Linked DNA regions of Danio rerio: region 1 is linked to region 2. The links are chromatin contacts, called in public Micro-C maps. All regions are on one chromosome and are shown on one strand. Each heading gives the region's core, a stretch centred on a gene start, on an enhancer-like site or on the middle of the called end of the contact. The rest is flanking DNA. Distances are from core to core; before and after follow the strand shown. Region 1 overlaps sbf2 (SET binding factor 2). Region 2 holds the start of adma (adrenomedullin a).

Region 1 (7,804 bases), core at 3,891-6,390, 50 kb before region 2:
ATTACTGCTAAAAACAAACTGTTTACAAAAATGAAGATCTGCACCTATTTTCAGCACAAGCCTTAATCGACCAGAACCATCTTTCGGGACATTTTATTGCAAGTGTAATAAATTTTTTTATTTGGGCTCAAGTCTCCTTCATTAACACGGAGGAGGCGGGCTTTATGACTTGTACTGCAGCCAGCCCCCAGGGGGCGATCTAACGGCCGAGACCTTCACTCAAACGCAGGCTTGCGGCACACTTGATATAAACCCATTTATAAATAAGAACACAGTCTACATAAGCGTTGTGTGGCTAAAATAGTTTTGAAACATACCTGTCTAAAAGAAATACTTCAGCCGTGGTGTCACCCTTCAGATCGTTGTTTTGAACTGCATAACTTCATTCCTCTCCAGCGTACGAAAGTAACTCCAATATTGAATCAGGGTTTAGAAAAGCTTGGATCCTGCATTTTTGTCCCTTTCAGAAACTATCTTTCTTTTCATGCATACAAGGCCACGTTGATCTTTCAGAAAGAAAATTCAGGTTGATGCAGAGTTGGCCGGATGACGTCTCTCTCTCTCTGTCAGCAGTAGATCCATGCTTAATGTGTGCGCGTGAGTGATGTATCTGTCGGCTTAAAGAGGCTGCGCAGAAATTCCCATTTAAATTTGCTGATAGACAGTTTGAGATACCTGTCGTAGTTGAGTTATTTGTTGGTCCGACAATATTTTAAAGGTGCAGTAGGTTATCTTTCACAATGCTAACAGCTTAGCATAAATCTCTGAATCACAGTCCCTCCCCTGCCGTCTAGAGCCACGCCTCCTAGCACAGCAAAAGAACCCTCTCTCATGTGTTAAAAGCGACTAGTGCTTATCGGGCGGCGAGCAAGCCAAACTGACATGCGATTTCAGAGTGAATATTTAGAATTGCATGCTAAACAATATAGGGAGAGACTAGGCGGAATAGCTGTATTTACTTGTGTTTTTTTGTTAAACTAATTAAAATCTACATTATCGATGCTGTAAAATGTCCCTTATGAAACTGAAAATAGTCTTATCAATCTTTCATTGGAAGATTTTAGTGACTAAACAACACTTCTGTGAAGAAATAACCCAACATCTGACGTTACATCAGCTTTGCGTGAAGCTAAAATAGTTTTAAAACAGAACATTACCTGTCTAAGAGAAATCCTTCAGACATTGTTTCATCCTTTCTCCAGCATGCATAGGTAACTCCAATATTGATTCAGGTTTTTAAAAAGTTTTGATTCAGCAGGTTGTTACCGATCTCTCGCGCAGCACCAACAGCGGTCAGCGGAGCTGCCTACAAACGACTGCGTAGTTGTTCAAATCTGCATTTGCTGACAGACATTTTCGCCTACTTATCGGAATTATGAGAGATGTCGGCCCGACTCTATTTAATTGCATGAACATTTTTTAGTTTTATGCCTTACCCAAAACTTAAAAATACATATAAATACATTTAGATCATTTACTATAATCATTACTATTACTGTGAAGAGACTTTCAACCAGCACAACAAAAAATGCTTCTGAAGACAATCACCTACTGCACCTTTAATTGGATGAACTTTTTTTAGTTTTATGCCTTATCCAGAATATAAAAAGACATATAAATACATTTAAATCATTTACCTTAATCATTACTATCAGAATGTTAAGAGGCTTTCAACCAGCACAACAAAAAATGTTTCTGAAGACAATCACCTACTGCACTTTTAATAAACAGTTGTAGCTAAATAAATCAATGAAGCACAACCATGCAACAGAACTCAGATAAGTGCGGAAGAAACAAAGCCTGAAAGCATATATCACGCAGTGTTCGGCGACAGACTTCAGCTAGTTTAAACTCATTATGCTCCAACAAGGAGTACGCAAAGCTACATTTTCCCATTTTGCCGTCTGTTTCGCTCTATGGTTTCGCTACATGTGTAGAGCGTCACATCACCTTCCCGTGTTTGTCGCAAATTACGTGACCTGGACGAAAGAGCTTTGGTCCAAACCAATTGCCAGAACATTAAATTTAAAACATGATTAAGATTTTTAAAACCTTTTAAATAATTGATTTATCACATTTTAATACTTTTTAGGACCCCGCGGACACCCTGGTACATTGTCAGTCTGGGGAAAAAAGTTTGCATGAAAAAGGCTAATAATATTGACCTTAAAATGGTTTAAAACAATTAAAACTGCTTTTATTTTAGCCAAAATAAAACAAATAAGACTTTTCCAGAAGAGAAAATATTAAAGGAAAGGTCCCACTTTATATTAAGTTATATTAAGTTATATTAAGTGGCCTTAACTAATATGTACTTACATAGGAATTAATAGTTTGTTACAATGTACTTATTGTGTAAATACATGTATTTACTGTGTACTTATGCTTGATTAAATGCATGTATGTATTTACATCTGTAATTAACTTTTGTAACTACATTTGTAAATACACTGTTGACCATCCCTTACACCTTAACCCACCTGTAAACCTACCCATCCCACCAAACCTGTCCATAACCCAACCTCTATCCCAACTCAAAAGCACCACAAGTGTTCTCAAATACATTATAAACACAGTAAGTACATTGTATTTATTTTTTGATGTAAGTACATAGGAGTTAGGGACACTTAATATAAAGTGGGACCAAAGGAAATACTGTAAAAAATTCCTTGCTCTATTAAACATCACTTGTAAAACATTTGGAAAATGTCCGACTTATCTAACTGTATATAAACGATATTCAAGATCTGAAAGCTGCTGTGAGATAGACAACAGATGACAAACCGAACGACAACTATTTACACATTTTCTGAATACTTTATGCGTCCTTCCCGGAAGTGTGAAGCACATTCCAGATTACAACAGGGATTTGGAGGAAAGGGAAGAGCAGTTCAAAAAGTCAGAGCAACAGATGAGATAGATGACACGAATGGTTACGATCCCCTCGTTCGCGGGAGGTCACATTCCTTCATTATAGGATGTCGGGCTCCGAGCAGGAATTTTTTATTTCATCAGCGCATAGCTCATGGCTCGCTCAAAATAAAGCCCAGATGCCATCATTAAAACATTCTGTTAGTTATCACAGAACGTTTTGCAGAACAAGTGTAGAGTGTTGTGTCACAAAGTGCATGATTTATTTATCTCCGTCTCTGTATAAAGGAATGAGGGGAAAATCATTATATGGAAATTTACACTTTTTTTTTCATTTATTTATTTATGTTTATTTATTTCAGTTAATTAGTTTGTTTTTACAGCATTAAATTGATTAATTATACAAATACAAATCAATAAATACAAATATATACTGCCACAAAAATGTATATGCATATATATGAAAAACTGCTAAAAAAAAAAGACCATATTAAAACTATTGTTTTTTCTGGATTTACTGAATTTATAAGGAATGGATTTAAGAAAAAGGATTAATACTCAGTTGTTTTAAACATTAATATACTTATTTCATTCATTCATGCATCCATTTCACTCAGTTAGTTAGATAGTAATTACATAAATAAACTAATCAATAATAAAAATAGATAAATACTTATACTGTCAAATTTATACTATGGGTAAACTGTCACACACACACACACACACACACACACACACACACACACACACATATATATATATATATATATATATATATATATATATATATATATATATATATATATACACATATATATATATATATATATATATATATATATATATATATATATATATATATATATATATATATATATATATAGTTGAAGACTATATATATAATATACAGTTAAAGTCAGAATTATTAGCCCCCCTGTTTATTTATTTATTTTTTTTATTTATTTCTGTTTAACAAAGAGAGGATTTTTTTTTTTAAACATGTCTAAACATAATAGTTTTTAATAACGTATGTCTAATAACGGATGAATTTTATCTCTGCCATGATGACAGTAAATAATATTTGACTAGATATTTTTACGACACTTCTATACAGCTTAAAGTGACATTTAAAGTCTTAACTAGGTTAAGCAGGTTAGGGTAATTAGGCAAGTTATTGTATATATATATATATATATAGGCACCATATTAAAATAATTATTATTATTTTTTATTGGATTTTTAAGAAATGGGTTTGAGAAAAATGTTTTACATATATATTCATTCATTCATTCAATAATTTCCCTCAGTTAGTTAGTTAGTCAGTTAGCTTTTACATAATTAAATTGATCAATAAAACAAATACAAATAAATAAATAAATGCATATGCATTTATACATGTACACAGCTGAAGTAAAAAAATAAATTTAAAAAAGCACATTAAAAACTCTAGTTTTGTTAGCCCCCATTGTTTTTATTTTTTCCTTTTTTGAATATTTCCCAAATGATGTTGAGGAAATTTTCACAGTGTGTCTGATAATATTTTTTCTAATTATTAATATTTTTTTATTTCAGTTAGAATAAAAGCAGTTTTTAATTTTTTAAACACCATTTTAAGGTCAATATTATTAGACCCCTTAAGCAATATTTTTTCCATAGTCTACAGAACAAACCGTCGTTATACAATGACTTGCCTAATTACCCTAACCTGCCTAGTTAATCCAGTTAAGCCTTTAAAATGTCACTTTAAGCTGAATACTAGTACCTTGAAAAATATCCAGTCAAATATTATGTACTGTCATCATGGCAAAGATAAAAGAAATCAGTTAATAGAAATCAGTTAATTAAACTATTATGATTAGAAATGTGTTGAAAAAAATCCTCTCTCCGTTAAACAGAAATAGGGGAAAAATATTTATAGGGGTTAATAACACCTTATATTATTCCCACTCCCACTCCCAGAGAATAAAAGGAAGCATGTTTTTCTTCAAGCTTTCAAGATGAAGGACATAATCCATTTGATGCAGTCAGTAGAAATAAAGCAGAAGATTCTGGTTTAATTTGCTAGAGACGTGAAACAAGCAGTGTAGCCAGAAGCAATAAGGTCCAACTGGCTTCGGGAGGTGCCAAGGGTCTCGGTCTGCCTCAGTCCCAGTTCTCATGCTCAAAAACACTGCCAAGTGGCTCGTGCTGTCGTAGGAGGTTAGATGAATGGGTCTTGTTGTTAGTTTAACAGGAACATTTTAGTCCATCATTCTGGCCGCAGCGCAAAAAGCTTCCATGCGTGCCAGAGAATAAAGATATCCGCGAGAGCAAATATCTGTCGAGACGAGAGGTTAACAGCAAGCGATCGTGGTGACAGTGACAAACAGGTACAAAGCGTTACGCTATCAGAAGAAGAAAGCCATGCACAGCCTTGAGATGCTCAAGCATTCCAGCTAACGTCAATGTGTATCAGCCACTTGAAAAAAATGATTGTTTGCAAAGGGTGATTTTTGAAATGCACCAAATAGCAAATGTTGCAGAAAGGTTAACAGGATTGAAAAAAAGAATGACTTGCAATTGTTAGTGTAAGGTGAGTATCATCTCTGAGAGTGAGCCTCTCTGGGACGCACCTTAGCGTAGGCAACCGGCACTATCAGGTGCCATCATAAATTCAGCTCTAGTTTGTCAGCTGATGGCCCTTTTCCACTGAGTGGTATGGTACGGTTCTGTTCGATACGCTTTTATGGCCGTTTCCAACGTCAAAAGGTACCTAAAAGCGAACTGTACCGTACCACTTTTTGACCACAACAAAAGGGTAGGCGGAAGCGGAGCTACACGCAAAACTGAACGCTATTGGTTTACAGAGATTCGTCACTCGCTCGTGCAACAAGCCAGAATGAAAACAAAGGGATCTGCTTTTTTTTTTTTTAAAACACAGCCGAGACAATACACTGTAATAATATATACATATAATAACAGGCCATGGTTGACCCATGCTCAAACACACCTTGTCGTAGTTTTGATCAATAGCGACAAAGCAATTAAGAAGCCTGTGCACCATAGTTTTTTACAAGGCCGTCTGATGCGGTTTCACTTTCTTGTTTGTGTTCACCGCCCGTCTATATTTAAATCAACAAACTTTTTGAGCTGATAATAATAATAACGTGCGCATGATTATTAAAGTGCTTCTGACATCCGATCCTATTAAAAACACGAGAGTGACATGTGAAAAAGCAAAGGAGCAAATGATTCTTTCAGCAACCTAAAACATGAACAAACTGCCACGTTAAACTGTTACCATCACCTGTTGGACTATTATGAACTCTGAATGATGGAATTACTTTCTAACAGAGATTACATGTGATGGTGAAGATTAAAGATACAGAAAAAAAGGTTTGCACTGACTGTGGGCTATATTTCTTCTTTCTTTTTTTAAACCTAAATAAGGAGTAAATGTATGCTGTGTGTAGTTCTTCTTTAGTTGGTAACATCGGAGACTGTAAGGGGCTGTATGTGTTCATATATGTTGCATTTATTTATTTCATATAATCACAGACGTTACAGTAGACTATTTCGCACTGTCATTGATCTGCAGTTATAATCAAATCATGTTCATAGACAGGTTAGCAATAAACATTTATACACAAGTATTTATATAAAGCATCTGTTTTGTCAGAAGTGCTTCTCTTATGATATGTGAACAACCCATACAGCTTAACTTTGACATTTCCTCGAGCGAAAATGACGTTGTCTAAAACTGTCTGTCGTACACCACTCCCATCAAGAGTACCATTGGTACCCTTTTAGCAGTGGAAACGCAAGCCTGATAAAGGTGGCCTGTACCGACTCGTACCATACTGTACAACTCAGAGGAAACGGCCATTAAAGGTCTTGTATAAAGCATCCAACGAGGAAGACAAGAACACCCTATCTGCTTTGACATTTTAAAATCACACAATAAACCATAAGACCTTTAGTAATGAATCAAACTGTGGGACCCCCTTGAAAATGAGACGGTACACTTCAATGTGGTAATACAAATAAATAAATAAACAAACAAACAAACAAACAAACAAACAAATAAATAAATAAACATAAATAAATAAATAAATAAATAAACAACCAAATAAATAAATAAATAAACATAAATAAACATAAATAAACATAAACAAACAAATAAATAAATAAATAAATAAATAAATAAATAAATAAATAAATAAATAAATAAATAAATAAATAAAATAACAAACAAATAAATAAATAAATAAATAAATAAATAAATAAATAAATAAATAAATAAATAAATAAATAAATAAATAAATAAATAAATAAATAAATAAAGGTGAAAACTGACCCATTACAAGCAAAAGCTCTTTTTTTGTTTTTATTTTTTCTTTCTTTTTTTTAGCACATTAAAATGCATCTTTTTTGGTCTGCTTTTTCTTTCTAGTTTATTTATGCTTTTGAATTGTGCTTTGGGGCCTTGGTATTTCCTCTGGCAACCTTTGATGCTGAAAAGTTTGAAAAAAGTGAATTTTATAGACATTGTAATAGTTTGAAGTGATTTATTGTCTGTATTGGTGGTGTAAATACGGGTTCCAAAATGTCAGTCCTATAGACATATTTCTACGTATATCATTTTATATACAATACATTGTGTAAAACTACTTTACATCAATAACAGTCACTTTATTAATCCGCAGAGTTGAATTTTTAACATCAAAAGTGGACAGAGATCAGAGTCCACTGAGTCCAATGTTTAACAGAGTCCCCATAATGTAATTCAAGTACACTGAAAACACCTGTGAATTACAAAACATATATATTTTTAACAGCACTACATTTGGCTCATGAAGAACCTGGTTTGCGCCTGCAAACATTCTGCTAATAAAAAACATCTATCCTGCACTGTGCACTATATAAATTAATTTCTGATTTGCTTGTTCAAGTT
Region 2 (7,074 bases), core at 322-2,821:
ATATAAGGACAAATCAAGACTGCAGTAATTAACATGAACAGATGACATTCGTTTAATAAACGTTGGCTGTTAGATGGAGAACCGAATGCACATATTAACTTTATTTGCTTATTTTTCAAGTCATTTGATGTAGTATAAAGTGAAATTAGGTGAAGGTCAGTAGGCATTCTCGCTAAAGTGTAAATCTCTCTCTTTATCTGTGTTTACATATCCAGGAATGGACAGTTTTACCCTTTTGCATAGAAAATACTATCAGTATCAGCTTAATGAATGTATAGGCTTAATTATATTCAGTATTGTCATGATCTATATATTTCACTTTATTTGACAAAAATAAAATAGGTAGCATTAGATAACTGATTAATTATCATGAAGCATTTGTTGTGTCTTTGTTAACTTTAATAGCATCAATTTTTGACTTTAATAAATGTAATAGCAAATATAATTTAATATAAATGTAATTGCAATGAACAAGTCAATGTTTGGTAACTAAAATAAACAAAGACACATATAAATATGTATGCTGTAGCTCACTGCTAGGTAATATTACAGCATGAACTGATGTTAACTAATAGGTCTTTGTTGTAAAGTGTTCTCAAAAGCTCACGATACTTTGTGTTAAATCAGTTAAACTGCTTTGATAAATTATGTTGTTGTTATGTTATTGTGTTACGTGTAGCTGCATAAAGATATTAATATTCGTATTTTGCATTAATATAATATTAATTTAACCTCAAACAAGTTAAACATTGTTTTTTTTTTTTCTTATTTTTGTAAGAGCACACATCATTTCTGTACCCCCAGCCAACAACACAGGTCTAAAAGTCATCAGAAAAAAAGGCTAAATTCACTCTAATGTTGTCATTTTCTAAAGTATTCACAAGTACTGGCATTGGTTTATTTTTTCCCCCAGAATTAAATCCCTTAAGCCATTTAATGAATGGGGTAACATGAACTAACAATCAACAAAACTGCTTCTTTATTAACTAAACTGAACAAATATGAATAAACACAGTGGCAAATTGGTAGTTAATATTAATTAAAGCGTTAACTGATGTCAACCAGTGGGTCTTTGTCGAAAAGTGTTACCAAAAGCTCACTCAGTACTAGTTGAAACAGTTAAACTGCTTTAATAATTCATTTTTATTTTCATATTGTATTATATTTATATGCATTGGCCATGATTTTTTATTTAACAATAATATTTTACATCAAACAAGTTAATACTTGTTGTTTCTTATCTTTAAGGAGCATACAGATCATTGCCATACCCCCAGACAACACTCAAATACAACAATCAACAATGCTGTTTAAAAAAAAAAAAAAACTAATTTTTAGTAACGTTGGCATACCCCAAAGAAATCCCCGTGATTACTGGCAGCGGTTTATTGCTTCCTTAAGAAAAAATTTGATTAAGCAATTTCATCAATAAGCCCAGTTTCATTTTCTTATTCTCTTTGGTACTTTGAGATTTTCAGCTTGAGCAACGGAGAGGAAGTCCTGAGATGAGAGAGTGTGTCAGCCTCGGCCCCTCCCATCTCTACTAGTATAAATGCACTTACCCCAGCTCTGGAGAGTCAGACTATTAGAAGAGTATCACTGCTGCACCAGCATTCCCAGCAAGTCAAGCGCCTTTGGATTACTTTCCACACAGACTTCTGAGGCCAACCCAAGAGTACGTCAACACAGGTATGCATTTCTAAATATGCCTTTTTGTTACTTGCTTGGGATCAATGCACAGGTTATCTGTAGTTACGTAAGAAATCTGAGACCCAGTTTTGCACATGTAAGCCAGGCAAGTGTAACTGTAGTCTTATTGAAGAGAATTTGTTGCCTGATGTAGTTGGAAGAATATACATCATTTAGTGCTTATTGGGGACCTGAAGCATAGCTGCAAGTTTACTTATTCATAGAAAGTGCAACCTCAGCTTGACATAGTAAATAAATGCATGATGAGAGTGTAAATAGCTTGGATTTTGGACTCTTGTGCAAGCCTGAGCAAAGCATGGTTGGCACAGAGTAGGGGAGTTGCATTCAGACTATTGGAGGTTGATGTCTAACAGACGATTCATTTATTTCCTTTAAGATTTCAATCAAGATGCAACTGATCCTGCAGTCAATCTTCTGCTGCTGCCTCCTGGCCGCCGTTGCACCCGGCGTGGACAGTGCGAAGCATGACCTGAAAAGAAGGTAAGCACTCAAGTCACGACTTGATTCAGTACCGATGTTCACTGTTGCTTGAAAAGTTTTCTAACGGACATGCTTTCCTCTCTTTGATACTCAGCGTCTGGCTTCAGAGATCAAAAAGGGATTTGAGTCTTCCTGCACTGAGGGCTTTAGAAAACAGGCAGTTTGTCAGACCAGACGACGTTAAAGACAACTTGAGGCCACATTCCAGGTAAGAAAAAATGCAACTCAAGTCACCGTTTTCTGTTAGAACATTAAACTTAAATGAATTGCTCAGAAATACCAGCCAGGCATTAACGTCTTCTCTTGTCTGCCTTTCCAGCACTGACATCAGCATTAGAGCAAAACGCTCCAAGAACTCCATCAACCAGTCCAGGAGATCAGGCTGCTCGCTTGGCACCTGCACGGTGCATGTGCTGGCACACCGTCTCCATGACCTCAACAACAAACTCAAGATTGGGAATGCACCCGTTGACAAGATCAATCCCTACGGGTATGGCCGCCGGCGAAGGTCCGTTCCAGAGAAAGTTTTGAGACTGCGGAAGGATGGCAGTGGGATGAGGATGGTGTGGAGCAGCTCAAACTCTCAATCGTGGCTGCACAAGCTGGAAGCGCTGCTCAGACGGACGTGAGCGTACGGGGTGGGAGCACTTGGGGACGCGGCGACAGAGGCTCGCCTGGCGACAGAGACTCCTGCCAAGAGTTCTCCAGCGCATTCTTGTCCAAGCACAGCGACTGGAAGAGCAATCCAGTCTCCTGAAGGCTGCCCTCGATGGGGAACTCCACAAAGAGAAGCAAAGAAACAATAGCAGCAGGGAGGCAAATGGAGCAACTGAACAAGTGTGCCTTGGATATAAGCAAGATATCATTGCACTGAAGTGGACTGGCCTCAGGGAAAAGCAGAACTTCCTCTCTTGGGACTGCCGTCCTGGTAATCAAGCCGGTGGGATTAGTTGTGCTAGACCAGTGTCACTGTGTCCTGAAAGACTTTGGACATAACAGGGAAAGAATCAAGATTCCAGAATGGAATACACACTCAGAGAACGACTTTGAAGATGCCAATGAGGGTGTTTCTAATTTGGAGTCGCACGTTTGGACACTGTAAGCAGGATGATCGTCTGATTGAATTGGTTATTAGAACTGGTTATATGTCCACAAGGATTGCACTCGAACTTACTTGAACATTGTTGTCGTTGTTTTTTGTAAAGAGATATGTGCAATCTATTACTTCTATCTATTAATATTATTGCGAGTATATGTATATTTGAAAAGAAAATTGTGAAGAATATCACTATTTAATTGTTTTATATAATTTTGTACTACTTCCAGAGAGCTATTTTTGTACAGGGATCAAAAATATTAGGGGCATTGAAGGTAGCATTATATATATATTATTCATGTCAAAAAGCTGTGGTATAGGATAACTTTTTTATGCATATATATATATGTGTGTGTGTGTGTGTGTGTGTGTGTGTGTGTGTGTGTGTGTGTGTGTGTAAAATGGGATCTATTTTATTTGTGTGTTTCTGTGAAATGTGAATGTTGTCATTCAATAAACTTTTGCATACAATTAAAGCTGACGTCTTCGGGAGCTTGTCTGTTTGTTCCAAAGGAAGTGAAGGTAGTAAAAGGAAAGTCTTTCCATTGTTTCTCGTCCGGATTGCCAAGTGGACAGACAGATGATCAACACCTGGTCTGGGTTATTACATGTTAAAGGGCCTGGAGGGCAAACAGGGTGCCAAGTGCTTTCTGTTTCAATACCTTCTCTAGATGTAGTAGGTAGTAGATGGAGAAATCTGTTTCTGAAGGAAGAGTGGGCTAGGGTTGTGTTTAATGGCTGCTCTACATGGGGTGGGTTTCTGGATGTAGAGCAGAGGTGAGAGGCGCTCCATACCACATTCCACTTCAACACATCATTTTCATTCCAATCTTAATGAGAAGGAACTTCTGAAATGCACTCTTTTACTGTTGCACCCCTGTAACCCTAATTTAAAAGCACCATATGATGCTAATCACAAATGAGCACGTACACAGAAGAACACTGATAATCTCAATTTAACAAGTGTCCACTGAATACAGGTTGAAACCAAAGACGGTTCTGCTACTGAATTTTATTTATAAACTGCCTTCATCAAAAATTTAGATGTTTTTAAATCTATAAAAGCTTAGGTATTTAGTGTTACTTGATTAGTATGAAATGCTAACATGTTTGTGATGTCAGAAAGCTAAAAATAGCCTATTTTTTTTCCGTGTTCTACTGGACATACTGCCACTGTTTACCTCCCCAGGTGAACAATTATAGCTTGCAAGTTTTTTTTTTTCTTAGCTGCCAATTGAAAATAGGCACTCCCTTAAAATGTTGTGGTTGCTGAAATATTTGAAGCCCCAAGTGAAACATTTGGACTTTTTCTTCAAAATGAGTGTTTGAATAAACTTTTAAGGTGTTTTCAAGAGGGTCAGATGCTGTAATAAATCATATTTCCGACCTTGTGGCTGAAAACGTTCGCAGGCACGCGGTCTTCATCTTGTCTTCTTATTTTAATGCTCTAGCTCCACCTTGTGGTGATTATTACTTAAGTTGGCGGGCTTTTGCTAAGATTTTGCAAATGTGTTCTGGGACTGACGCCATCTCCCTCATTCATCGACACCTCATAAATCTTCACCACTTCTGTCAGCGAATTTGGACCAGCAATGAACACAACTCTTTTAAACTTTGGAGTCTGGATATTTAGATTTTTTTTTAACCAATTTAATGACCGAATATATCATCAACGTTGTGTGAAATATGTTTTGGTGGACAATACTGGAACGTGTGATAAGTATCACTTTTTATTGTGACATTTGAATAGTGTCAACATTTTACTGACAAATGTCCAGAATTTGTCCCATTCATGAGCTAATTTGTCTTATTTTGACTGCTATGCCAAGCTTTAAGACCAATCTGAATCCGCTTCGGTGTGACTTTAGCTAATGAGTTTTGTCCAATGCTAACAAATACATTTTTCATGAGTCCAACATCCAGCTGTGCGAGAAAATACAAGATCTGATGTAAGAGAAGTCATCTTTTGCTACTGTATTGTTTTTGAATAGAGAAAACAAATCTTGAACCTTACTCTTAAAAAACAAAAACCGAAAAGCACCAAAAGCGGCCCATAGTAAAATGGAGTTGAATAATACTATTTTGGCTATTGTTGTTACATGAATTTTCAAATTTACTTTTTTTCTATTTTTTTATTTTAATTTTTTTTACAAGAGAGGCTAGAAAAGTGTAAAGCTCTACATTATTATTATTATTTTATTTTTGTAATTGAAATGGCCAAATTCTGACTGGGAAAAGTTGAATGCGCTGGACAGTTAGTTATTTGCCTAATACCCATCAGATTATGCTACCAACACTATATTTGAATAGTTCTGATGTGTAGATTAGGTAGGTTAGTGCGATATTACAGCTTCATATCACACATTAAAATTTACACTTGTAGCAAAATCTGAGGGGTAGCATATTCATGCGTGTAGCCAGGGGGGTTCGAGTGGTTCGAACGGCCTAAAGGTCCAAAATTTGTCCGTTTATATATTTTATGTAATTTAATATTATATAATATATTTAATATATAATTAAAATATTTATAGTCAATATATATTCCCGTCATGTCTGTGTTTTTGAGGCTGGGAGGTTCGGAGGACCCACCCCTAACTGACAAAGGTCCAGAATTTGTCCCAAATATGAGCTCATTTGTCCTATTTTGACTGCTGTGCCTTCATAAATAATAAAAATAATTCATCGAAAAAGGCTTTAAGACCAAACGGAATCTTCTGTCAGAGAAGTCTTCTTTCACTACTGTATTGTTTTTGAACAGAGAAAACATTTTACAGGTAACTTTATTCTAAATCTTGGACCTTATTTCTGAAATAAAAACGAGCAATAAAAAGGTGTGAAGCACCAGAAGCACACAAAAATATATTGGCTATTGTTAATATCCAGGAATTTTTAAATGTACTATTTTTTTAATTCTGAAGAATTCATTATTATTGTTTTATTATTATTATTATTATTATTATTATTATTATTATTATGAAATGGCCAAGTTGTGACTAAGGAAAGTTGAATGTGCTGGCCTTTTTGAATATGGTTTGTTTTTGTCTATTACAGTTTTTCTCAGTCGCTTTGGTGCATTTCTCACAACACTATTTACATTTGCACAACAGGTCATGCATTTCTCAAAACAATTAGTCATTTGTGCACATCCTAGTAGCAGTTTCTCATTCCTTTCAAGAAATTGCAAATGCTTTTGGACATGCATCAATTGCTTTCATACAACTCTCTGCTGTTTATAACATTATCATCTGCTTATGTCATGTCAGTCAAAATGAACTAAAGTTGTAAATGCTGAATAGTCATTCAATATAAAACTAATAGTCCTCCTTACATTACTTGAGTCATTACATACAAAAATGTTGAACTTGATGTCAAAATCGGTCAAGCAAACTTCATAAAAAACAATTTAATCTTTATTTTCTTGAAAATGTCTTTAAAATTGAACAATTTGATGAATGATTTACAGACCTGTGTATGTTATAGGCTCAGTTACAATATGTTCTGCAATATTGTTTACAGTTGTGCACAGCTCTACCCAAAGGGAGTTTATGTTTGTTGTAAATAAGGGTGTGTTTATTCTTTTGCACAATGCTGTGAATAAATTAGGATTGTAAAGAGCATGTGCAGTAAAAATGTGAAACATACATATTCAGTGTCTTGTACTCAGATGCCTCACTAAATATAGTGATGTCTAACTTTACTGTAGTTTTTAAATGGCTGTGCAAATAGTACAAAGTGCTGTCTAGAGCATTTTCAGCAAGTGTCACCAAAATCTGACTTTTTTTGCATTG

Evidence for each region. Hi-C and Micro-C count contacts between places; a contact is called where the count stands out from the background.
Region 1: a Micro-C map of caudal fin shows a contact between it and region 2, with 2.1 times the contacts expected there. The contact joins the enhancer-like site here to the promoter of adma in region 2. A contact is called at or near these places in 2 of 18 Hi-C or Micro-C datasets (caudal fin and an unstated tissue).

What each region holds. Positions count from the first base shown.
Region 1 is chr7:72,360,952-72,368,755 of GRCz12tu, reverse strand. The region is part of intron 2 of sbf2 (SET binding factor 2); the gene reads right to left. Among named protein-coding and RNA genes, the nearest start is that of sbf2, 44 kb to the right of the region's middle. Within about 2 kb of position 5,140, at least 3 of the 62 cell types and tissues checked have an H3K27ac peak or open chromatin away from gene starts, as enhancers often do.
Region 2 is chr7:72,308,069-72,315,142 of GRCz12tu, reverse strand. It overlaps adma (adrenomedullin a), which reads left to right and starts at 1,571. Exons shown (of 4, transcript NM_001326709.1): 1 at 1,571-1,689; 2 at 2,087-2,190; 3 at 2,285-2,398; 4 at 2,510-3,767. The coding sequence starts at 2,099. The coding sequence ends at 2,819.